Regions from separate parts of the Mus musculus genome. Here region 1 is linked to region 2. The links are chromatin contacts, called in public Hi-C maps. All regions are on one chromosome and are shown on one strand. Each heading gives the region's core, a stretch centred on a gene start, on an enhancer-like site or on the middle of the called end of the contact. The rest is flanking DNA. Distances are from core to core; before and after follow the strand shown.

What was found. Hi-C and Micro-C count contacts between places; a contact is called where the count stands out from the background.
Region 1: a Hi-C map of epidermal suprabasal cells shows a contact between it and region 2, with 4 times the contacts expected there. The contact joins the promoter of Zfp750 here to the enhancer-like site in region 2. A contact is called at or near these places in 9 of 39 promoter capture datasets (the HPC-7 cell line, HPC-7-derived erythroid cells, embryonic stem cells and 5 more), 1 of 15 datasets of contacts at CTCF or cohesin (CD8 T cells), 16 of 484 Hi-C or Micro-C datasets (the Ba/F3 cell line, common lymphoid progenitors, cranial neural crest and 11 more), 6 of 115 datasets of contacts at active chromatin or transcription factors (the HPC-7 cell line, double positive thymocytes, embryonic stem cells and 1 more) and 3 of 9 other capture datasets (adipose tissue, liver and pancreatic islet).

The regions. Positions count from the first base shown.
Region 1 is chr11:121,515,608-121,520,885 of GRCm38.p6, forward strand. Zfp750 (zinc finger protein 750) reads right to left here and starts at 3,735. Exons shown (of 3, transcript NM_178763.4): 1 at 3,623-3,735. All of the region lies in intron 13 of Tbcd (tubulin-specific chaperone d), which reads left to right.
Region 2 is chr11:121,475,329-121,480,978 of GRCm38.p6, forward strand. Tbcd (tubulin-specific chaperone d) reads left to right here. Exons shown (of 39, transcript NM_029878.4): 7 at 211-343. Among named protein-coding and RNA genes, the nearest start is that of Tbcd, 26 kb to the left of the region's middle. Within about 2 kb of position 3,738, at least 31 of the 459 cell types and tissues checked have an H3K27ac peak or open chromatin away from gene starts, as enhancers often do. A contact at or near this core is called in epidermal suprabasal cells, morula and neutrophils, where this site is marked.

The DNA of each region.
Region 1 (5,278 bases), core at 2,485-4,984, 40 kb after region 2:
CTTAGGGTAGACTAAGGCAGAGGGTCTCAAGTTCTCAAGTTCAAGGCCTGACTGTGCTGCTTGGCAAGACTTTTTCCTCAAAGCAAGAAGCAGCCTACAAAGAGCTAAAGTTACCCGATCATCAGCATTTAGGGCTCTTAAGTAGTTGTCTGGGAGAGCAGTGGCTCAGGCGGTCCTGAAAGTAGTCCACTGTGAGAGTCTGCATGGCAGTGAGAGTGAAGCCCCCATGCTAGGAGGAAGCTAGGATCCTAGGCTCCTTGCAGGAGGAGTATGGGAGACTGAGCTGTCAAAGTGGGTCCTGCCTGGACTTCACTTTTGCTGTAGAAGCTAAAGTGAAGACAGAAGTCCTATGTCAAAGCTGATCATATTAACACTTAGTAATAGCCTTGTGACTTTTCCTTCTTATTAAAAGGAAAAATGTAAAGAAACTCTCTGTGGGCCCAGCGTATACCTGGAGTGCATTTTCCCTGCCTGCGTCAGGGAGCCCGAGAAGCCTCCCTTGTCTGACTGGCTGATGAGGGCAGCTCGATAAGTCAGTGGGACCTGTGCTGGCATGCTCATTACACTCTTGATTCTGAAGGCGTGAGAACCTCTGCAAGTCAGGTTCCCATGGCTGTATAGGATATGTCATGGCACAGATCTGAGAGGGATGATTTCATCACTAGCTGGGAGCATCATGATCAGAATGATGACAGTTGCAAACATTCGTCGAGTATGAGCTGCTTCCCAGTTCCTGGGGACAGACGTGGGACAGTGCCCCGTGTGTCCTGGGCAGGCTAGAAGAGCCCCTCAGGACGTAAGGAAATAATGACGGGCCCTCAGAGAAGCAGCTGTAGTAAACGTTACTGATGGTTTCGGGCAGCAGTAAGCGTGCCACTGGGGTTAAGTACTGAACATCTACGGAGGTTAAATAAGTACATTGTCATGGTAAGGGTTTCCTGTCTTATAAGAAAGAGGAGTAACTGAGGAAATAATTATTACCGAGTGTGCGTGCATGCGTGTGTGAGTGTGTGCGTGTGTCATGCTATGTGAAGTTTTGGTTTCAGCCTTTGTCTTTTAATTTTTTTGGCTGCTGATCCCCAGGACAGTGAGCAGGCTGGCTGGGATAGGCAGCAGTGGCTCTTGTGTAAGGGTTCTAGAGTGAGGCCATTTCCTGAGGTTTATTAAAACTGAAAGGGAATGGATACAGAAGCAGGCTCGGCTGTAATCATTTCAGTAACTTCGGATAAACTGACCCTCAGGATTTCACAATTGCTAATTAAGGCGGAGAGCTCACTGCTTGGAGGCAGGTGTAAGGCGGGCGTAACTCATCTATAAAACTACCGTGTTAGAGAAGTAAGTGGGATAAAATTGATGCTTTTGTAAGCTTTTGAATGATGATGTCAGCCTGTGAGTTCTCTGTCCTAAGCAAGTGAGGTTTATGACTATCAAGAAATAAACCCACAGCCATGACTGCAGCCAGGCACATATGTCTGTGGGCATGGAGGCTTACAATAAGTCCTGTTTGGTCAGTTTATACCTGCTGGACTTTGAACTGTCTGGCAGCCGCTGGTGTTAAATATTCCCAAAAGCACACATTGTTGCCAAAACAGGAAAGCCAAGAACTTTGACTGTTTACAGTACTTTTGGGTTTATATTCAAAGGTGAAGCTTTTCCTAAAGGCATAAGAAGGGTATGTGGCTTCCCCCCCCCCCCCTTTTTTTTTTTTTAAGGTTGGGCCTGTTACTACTTTGGGAATACATCTCTGGAAGGCTATATGTGTAGCTATGGCTGTCTGAGAACTGTAGTGTTAGCATGTTTGATACTGAAACAGTCCCAGAGGAATTTTACTTGGCACCATACCCTCCTCCCTTCTACTTCCCATTTGATGGTCAGGGGGGTTCATGAGGGTGTCTTCCCACAGGCACTCAGCCCTCATCAAGGGCTTTTGGCAGAGAGTTGTTCTCTGTCTTCCCTGGGGAAGCCCTGTTCTCAAACATGCCTCCCCAGACCTCACCTTGGCCCCAGACTTCCTTCTCTGAATCATCTTGCAATGCAGCATACAGTATGTACAATAATACAGTGACCTAGAAACATGTACAGTATCCAGCTTAAGATCTGTAAGATGTGTCCCAATTTTTTTGCTGACACACATCAGGCTGTATGACTTGAGACTTCGATATCTCTTATATTAAATGACTTGACTGCGTTCAGAAAGGGCCCAGGGCTGAGAGCACCTTCCACCTGCCCACAGTGTGCCATCCGGGATACCTGCCCACACACAGAGTGAGCACTGTGTAGTTTCGATTGGCCACAGGGTCCTGTTTGTCTTTAAAGCATTAAACTTCAGCAGTCCCTGAGTGTGGACATGTAGTGTAGTTGCTGCTGTCAAGACAACAGTGAGTGGCTGGCATGTTTTTAGAAGTTTCTAAGGGGCTTGCACTTAGAAATCAGACAAGAGAAAGAATAATTTAAGAGAACCCTGATAGGATACAATAGAGGTAATTACAGCTTTGCTTTATAGGCCAGCGATGTGACGGGCCAGGCAGCTATGTTTGTCCTGTGAATTGACCTGCAAATCAAGACAGTGCAGTACTATTCCTCCTGGTGGTGTCCAGCTGTCTGGCGCAGAGCCTCGCAGGTGGAACGTCGTGAAGGGCATGCTATAATTACAGCACTGTGATGTGGCGTTATTGCACCACTCAAGGGCACGCCACTGTCGTCTACCCACTGGGGTGTCGCAAGAACGAGATTTGTGAGTTTTACTTCATGTGGGCTTTTGCAGTAGCTGGCCGCCGCTCCCTCCCAAACTTTCTGTTCTTTAAGATGAAGGTGAACTTAGGGAGGCCATAGTCTTAGAAGAAAGCTGTTTTCTAGAGTGTGTTTGGAAGGAAGGATCTAGAAAACAAATGGGTTGTGTTGTGCAGGCTCACGGCTTCCCGACCAGCATGGCACCGGAGCTCGCCTTGCCTGTGTTTCTGTAACACAGCAGTTTAAAACATCAGAGAGCCTTTTCTAATGCAAACACTCAGATAGGAAATGCAGGCGTTTCTGCTTAAACCAAGTCTGACTTGGTCAGATTTGGCCGATTATTCGGTCGATAATTATTTTCATACAGATTTATCCCCCCCCCCCCATGTATAATCTTAACAACCAAACCAAAAACCTAAACTTAGTTGGTTTCTTGTTTTTGAAAGGTTTTGTCAAAGCAGCAGTTATTTTAAATTTGAAAAGCTTTAGATGTTAAACTAGAAATGAAACCAAACAGTTGTATCTCTCTCTATATATGTGAGTTTTGCCTCTTTTATGTCAAAATTTATTGTAATTTCTTTGAAAAGTAGGGAACAATTAAGCAATACTATAAATCCATCTTTTGTTTTTAAAATAAATTTTATAGCAGAAAGGATGGCTTGATTTCTAAATAAGCTTGCTCATAGTCTTGGAATAACGTATCAGCCCCATTAGGAGTTCTGTAATTGTGGTCTGCATCCCCGAGATGCACCTGCCGGGTTCTGAGTAATCCTTAGGGAATAGTGAGAGCAGGAAAGAGCAGACAACAGCAAACAATTTACCCAGACAGATTCCTCAAGACACATTAAAGAGTAGTTTTGAAAGAAAACTTGAAGAAATAGTAAGCACTTACCAAAGGTGGGCAGTGCTGGGATGCGGAGTCCTTCTTCTGTGCAAGGTGCTGAGGTCTGAGGAGCAGGATCTGTTCTCACGCTGGCTCGCTGGCTCGGTGAAACTGGAGCCGGCTGTTCCAGTGGGAGGGATTTAAGTGTAGGAGTTGAGCCCTCGGGGCGTAGAGATGCACCTGATATTCCTCCGCCTGCAGCTACAATTCAAGTGTTTGCACCCACTGAGCTCCACGTAGCCTCACTGAGCAGGGATCCAGAGAGTCCTGTGCCACTCCAGGTGCCCCACAGGACTCTAGGTTCACGGTGTGTGGGGTCCTGGGAGGGCTGCCCAGTTGCAGAGGAATCAGGATATCTGGATGCAGAGTCTAGTGCTGATGTACTTGTATCACAAGCACTTGATGCTCATTAAAGACTCAGGTGTAGAGCTTCGCTTGCTCGCTTCAGTACTCCAGCATAGGAACATAGAAGCAGAGAAATATAACTTTGTCCTGAAACACATGTCACCGATGGAAACATGACAAGTGTTTTTGCTGTGATGCCCAGAGAAGCCTCTGGCCACCTCTGCGATTTCTACCCTTCTCTAGGAGTTTTGTTGAGGTCACCGGGAGAACTAGGGTGGCAGAGAGGATGCTAACCTTGCTGCCTTGTCACAGGGACCTGCCGGAACATGCCCAGGGCCTGTACTGGTTGTGGAGCTGACATGTGCTGTCTGTCATTTGGGCGTCGGCAGTGTGTTCACCTTCACACCCCCTCTTTAAGTAATAACTTAGATTTTAAATTTTGGAGCCATTTTACCATCCCCTACCCCCACCCCCCACCCCACCCCCAGTGTTTACTTGTTTGCTTTGAGGCTTGTGCGGGCTGCAGTGGAGGCTGGAATGTGATGTCAGTTTGGGGACAGGGAAAGGACACTGTGATAGCTGGCTAGGCTCTTGGTCATACCTGAAGCTGCTGGCAAGGGCCAGCACGCATTTAAGACTTTAGATTTTACTTGGCTTCACCTTTATGTTTAATTCTTTAAAACCTAGTTTAGTTACTTTGTCTCATTCCTAGGAAGAGTCTAAGCCAAATGCTCAGTCTTATAAGAACAGCGAGCAGTTCCCTAGGGTTTCTCACATCTCTAGCTGAGTAGCAAGTTACCTTAAGCTCTGCTCTGAGACAGTCACCAGTTTGTTACAGTTTGTTACATCTGTCTGGGCGGAGGTGGTCTGTACTGGTTCCGGTTCCCCCAGGCAGTGCTTCTACTCTGTGGGTGTTTACTGAGGCTTCCCGGTATGGTGAAGTCCTCTAGCTACTCTGCCACTTTCCGGGACTCCACAGTAGAGGGTAGCCTTTGGACATCTCAGGACTTGAAGAGAGCAAAATGGAGAGGCAAGGCTGAGAATTATCTCAGTGCCGTTTCTGCTGCACCTCTTTCTGGAGCAGTTGGGGCAGGCCAGCTTCTTAGGAAGGCTGGCAGGGACTTGCTGAAAGTCTTACCCTTTCCCCTCTGCTCTCACTCACCTTTTGCTGAGAGTTTTACTCCTTGATTCTAATTTGCAATCTGGACTTCAGGTGTTTTTAATGGACCCCCTTAACTCTTTGCCTCCCACATCCTCTTGAGGGCCATCCCTCCTCCCTTTGTGCTGCCCTCTCACTTGGGCCAGTCCTATCTTTGCTGT
Region 2 (5,650 bases), core at 2,488-4,987:
GAGAGAGAGAGAGAGAGAGAGAGAGAGAGAGAGAGAGAGAGAGAGAGAGAGAGAGAGAGAGAGAGATGCAGGCATCTGACCTAACCTGTTCAGGGATCTAAGATGACTGGGAGGAAATGTGTGTGGTGTGTGGTGTGTGGTGGGATGTGGGTGAGCTTTCAGCATTGGAGTCTTACTGAGCATCTCCTGTGTGTTTGCGTTCCCCTGTAGATTTATCACACGTCCCGATGTCAAGCAGAGAAAGATGGCCAGCTTTCTGGACTGGAGCCTTTGCACCTTGGCCCACTCTTCCTTCCAGACCATCGAGGGTGTCATTACCATGGATGGGATGCTGCAGGCCCTGGTGAGCCCTGCCCCGGGACAGCATGTGGAGCTCCAGCACTGTGCCCAAACTGTTGGTTCCATTCACTCTGTGTTTGAATTACGGGAACCTGGTAGGATTAATTTGCATTACAGGGTTGTGGTTTCATTTTCCACTGCTGTGTGCTTAGTGTGTAAGGCTGGACTGGAGTGGTGGCTTCCAGGAGAAAGCTGAAGAACTGTGCTTCACCACTAGAGGGCAGCGGCGCCTGCAGAACTGCAGCCTTTAGTTTTTTTGTCGTAAAGCAGTGAAACCAGCCCAAGTGAAAGAAGGCAGAGGGCTTGAAACCTGTTTGCTTACGTGGGTTACAAAATTTCTAGTTCCCGAGTTTAAATACAGACACTGGGGCCCGTCTGGAGATGCCCACTGTGCCCATCCTTCCTATTGCTGGTCTTCTCTGCTTGTCTGTTGTATGGCTTTTTAGTACTGACAAGGAGAACCACTCTGGTGTGAAATCTCAGAGGACATGGCCCTATTAACAAGGCTAGGAAGCTCCTGGACCAGTATTCCGGAGGTCACAGATGGACCCCCTAAGGCTTTGTTTGGTTTTGATGGTCAGCATTAAGAAGGTCATGGTGCCTCTCCAAGTCTGTCTCTAGGGTTAATGTTTACAAGGTTACAGAGACTCTCTGAGGCCATGGTATTAAGAGTCAGTATTTTGGACGAAGGCATGGATAGCTGTATAAGGCCCTGGTTTCTAGGGTTTGGCATTCTGGAGGGTGCAGATAGCCTTCTGAAACTGTGCGGCTCCAGGGTCAGAAACCTCTTCCTTGTTTTTCTTTGATTACACTGGATGCGATTTGACAGTAGTTCTTGTCCTTGTCTTGAAGGCAAAGGGAGCTGACATGTCACTTAGAAGTAGGATCCTTTGGAGAAGTCTGAAGGCAACCAGTCATACTGAGTTTGGCTTTTTGTACTACTCCTTAATACAGGTCCTGATGCAGGGTGGGAGGTATCAGGGCAGGTGCCAACAGCCCTGGGAAGGGGACATGCAACCTGGGACGGGAAGGCAAGTCGAGGCTCTCTGGACCTACTCCATGTGCCTCTGCAGCTGAATGTGTATCCTGGTTGTGGGGATGAGAAACGGCTGGTGTCTCTTTATTTTCAGTGATATTGCCATTGCCTTTCAGAGGCCTGCCATTCAAAACATGCAAGAGGGAGGCCTGGGAAAATAAAATGTTTCTTAAGACCTGAGCTTCTGCTCTGCTGCTCTCTCTGAAGACTTGGCGGCTCCAGATGGGCGTTAGTTCATTTTGTTAGGTCTACAGAGTTGTATAGCCACCGTTGTCTCTTCTCAGTATGCCATTCCGCATACACACTGCATCATACTCCACAGGCCAGTGGCACTGAGCTCACCTGTCTGGGAGGTGACTTTTATGTAGGATAGGCTCTTTTCCCTGAGCACAGCGTCTGTAGGGTCTGCCCACCCTGTGGCAGGCACGCGTCAGTTCTTCACTACTTTTTCGCAGGCCGAAACTGTTTCATTATGTGACTGTTTTTGACTGTTGTGATTAATGCTACTGGGGAACATAAAATAGGTTTTTAAAAATTTATAATTATTTTGGGTATGTATCAGTAGGTGTTTCTCTATTTGTGTATAGTAATAGATTGTTTTCCTCAGCACATAGAACAACCCCCCCCCTTTTCTTTTTGGTAGTGCTGGGGTGTCAAGCCAAGACCCTTAAACATGACAGGCAAGTACTGAACTATCTATCCTTACCCAGCCCCTGAGAGTTGTTTTTTTTCCCTTTGTTTAACTATAGTATTTTGTTTTTGAAGTTCTTTTTGTTTTTGTTTTGTTTTTTTAATTATAGTTGTGGGGCCCAAGAGATGGCTCACTTGCTGCTTTTCCAGAGGACCCTAGTTCAGTTCCCCGCACCCAAGTTAGGAGGTACATACAGAACACCCTGTAACTAGTTCTGGGCGATCTGGATGTCATCTTTCGGCTTCTGAGAGCACTTACACACACATGTGCGTATACACCCAGATGCACATACATATATCCATAAATAGAAATAAAAAAGTAAAATAGATAAATAAAATAAAAATTAGAAATAAAGAAAAATTATGGTTGCCCCCACTTATCAGTTGTGGTACGCACATGAGCACATACACAAACTAAGTTATTGATGAGATGTGAGGTTCTGCCTATGGTAGATATCTTTGGGGTTTGCAGATTCAGCTGTACAGCCCATACCTTGGGAGGCCTTTGTTCTAGCTGTGGGGAGAGGCAACTACAGAGGTTTTATTGTGATTTCCATTTTGATTGTAGCAGTAGAGGTTAGTGCAAGTTGTGGCTTACCCTGAAAGGTAGTGTGAGGAAGGAAGAGGAAAGAGTGGGGCAGAGGTCACAGTTGATTTATAAATCGTGGTAGGTGTTGTACATTTGTGTTTTAGGTAATTCTGATGAATAGGTAGATAGAAATAGTTTATTTGAAAGATTTGGGTGTAAGTAGGTTCTTAATATTTTTGGCATGAATCTTTAAAATTTTTTTTTTCTTTTTATATTTGCTTATTGCCTGTGTGGAGACCAAAATGCTCTTAATTGTTGAGCCATCTTTTGAGCCCAGCAGCAGCAACAACAATAAAGAGTTCGAAACAACTTATTGAACGTTTTCTGTGTCCCTCATTCGGTTCCAGGGATTGAACTCAGTCTAAACTTGACCAACTGATCTATCTCTGCCTCCCTGCCCGACCTGCTGTCTTCTCTCCACCCATCCATCCCACACCCACCCAGTTCCCACTCCATTTGTTTGTTTGTTTGTTTGAGACAGGGTTTCTCTATGTAGCTGTGACTGTCCTAGAACTCTTGTAGACCAGGCTGGGCTTGAACTCAGAGCTCTATCCACCTGTACCTCCAGAGGGCTTGAATTAAAGGTTTGTGTCACAATACCTGGCTTTCTACCTACTTACTGTGCAGCCTTGGTTTACCTGGGACTTGTAGCCCAGGATGGCCTTGAACTTGTGTTAATATTCCTGCTTCTTCCTCCTGAGTGCTGGATCTCAGGTGTGAGCCAACACCCCCGGCTTGGCCTGAGTCTTGTTGAAAGTTTTCACATCAAGAGAATACAGGAAGGTCTGACAAACCGTAGCTAGAGTCTGTTACTGCATGGTGGTGCTTGAGGGAAGGGTGTTAGACCTGTCTAGCGTGTATATGGGACACATGGGAGGACAGGCACAATTAATCTCAGGGGATTGATTTTAGATGGCTTTTGTTCGGCTGTTTGCATTCTTTCTTGGGTTAGGGACTGTGAGAGGGATCTTGCTTTATAGCTCAGGCTAGCTTCTGTTAGCAAGGGTTATGGGTGTGTCCCACTGGACCTAGCTCAGTCTGCAGTTTTGAGCTACCTGCCAGCCTGGCCCAGGAGTTTTTCTGCTCTACACTTCTTCCTGCCCATGGCAATAGAGATTGTGGCTGGCAGGGTAGACAGGCTTCCTGCTTAGGTGAAGCAGGCTCCTGTGGGAGGTGGTGATAACTTGTGGGCCTTAACTGAGGTCCTGGCCAACGTGCCTGGAGCATTCCGCAGTGACTGCTTTCTGTCTCGTTTTACATTCTTTGCCTTTTTGTTCTTTTTGATCACCTGAGTCTCTGTGTAGTTCCCAAGATTTCTGTTTCTTCTTACTTAGGAGGTGCATGGGGCATAGGTTGTGCTCAGACACTGTAGGGCAGTTGCTGTTCCATTCCTTGCCAGTTTTGCCAGTGGGTTGAGATTCCTTTTAGTGACTTAAACCAGCCAGACATGTGTGCCTTTTATTTGGACATCTTTAAATTCCAGTGTTGAGGAGAGAAATTCTCTTTTTGCTTCCTCCTGAGGTGTAAAAAGGGTTCCCAGAGGCTTAGAAAGTTGAGTCTCCTACACTCCTCCCTCCCCCCCCACCCCCCCCCAGCTGGGTGTGTTGGCAAGGGAGGGGAAGATGAGACCCAGCTCTCTGCCGTTGGGGCAGAGTACTTTGGTGGTTTGGCAACAGCACCTCTGCTCTATCTAGAGAGACTTGCCCCGAGGATGGTGAGCACTTGTCTGACGCAGACAACTGAAATCCTGGGAAGTGGCTGAATGAAACTGCTGTAGACCAACAGCTACGGTGGTCTCATCTCCTAGGGCTCGAGGTGCCTGGCTTGCCACCGCCCTTCCCCCACCCCTCAAGCCTCCGCTCTGGGGCAGCGTTGTCTCCTCAGTCTCCCTCTTGGCTTCTTTTTCTCTCTTAGAGGGTCACTTGGGTCTGATCTGGCTCCAGGGCAGGAGGAAGTTACGCTCAGTGGGTGGAGCAGTTTCACCATGGGCTTGTCAGACCTGAAGGCAGAGGGCTGGTGTCTTGTGCGTGATGAAACTTGCAGGTGTATTGTGCTTCAGGATTGCATGTTTCCTTTGATGCACTTGGCTTCATTTTTATCCACCTGTTCATTAGTGTGGGTTAGGCGAAACAGGTGAACTCTGAACAAGTCACATCGAAACTAGGATTGATTTTATTTCCCTCGAAGCATAGCCCTCTCGCGGCATTGATTCTTAACTCTTGTGGGAAGGAAACAAGTGTTTGGCAACTTCGTTTCTCTGGAAGGCCCCTTTGCTCATGAGTGTTAGTATTAATGCAAATGGAGGAAATTTGAGGGCAGAAAACATATTTTAAAATAAAACATTGTCTCTTAAATGTATTTTACCTTTTCTTATTGGTTGATGGTTGTGTGGTCATGGTTTTCCTTCAGATTAGAAGCTTCTGACCATGGCGGCTTCTCTGGGTTTCCTTCAGTGGTTATGATGGTGAGGGAACTTTTGGTTCCAAAGACAGGCTGCTGGTAGGGAAGGTACTGCCTGTGTTGATTGGTGGCAGGGGATATTCTTTTGTTTACTACCAGCTGACATAGCATCTCCTCTTCACAGTTAGGTGGGGTTTTTTGTTTGTTTGTTTGTTTGTTTGTTTTTAATTTTTCCTATTTTTAACATTTCAAAATTTGCCAGGCATGGTGGCGCACGCCTTTAATCCCAGCACTTGGGAAGCAGAGGCAGGCGGATCTCTGAGTTCGAGGCCAGCCTGGTCTACATGGAGAGTTCCAGGATAGCCTGGGCTACATAGAGAAACTGCCCCCAAACCATAAACAAACAAAATTCAAAATCCAGACTTTATTTTATCTATTGTTGACTAAAGGTAGAATTCTTACTGAACTTATAGTTTGGGGGTATAGCTCAGTACCAGAGACCACTTCTGTAGCATTCTTGTAGCCCTGGGTTACCTAGCACGGAGAGAAACAAAAAGCCACAAAGTTGCAGCAAAACCCAGAAACCTCACAGGCAA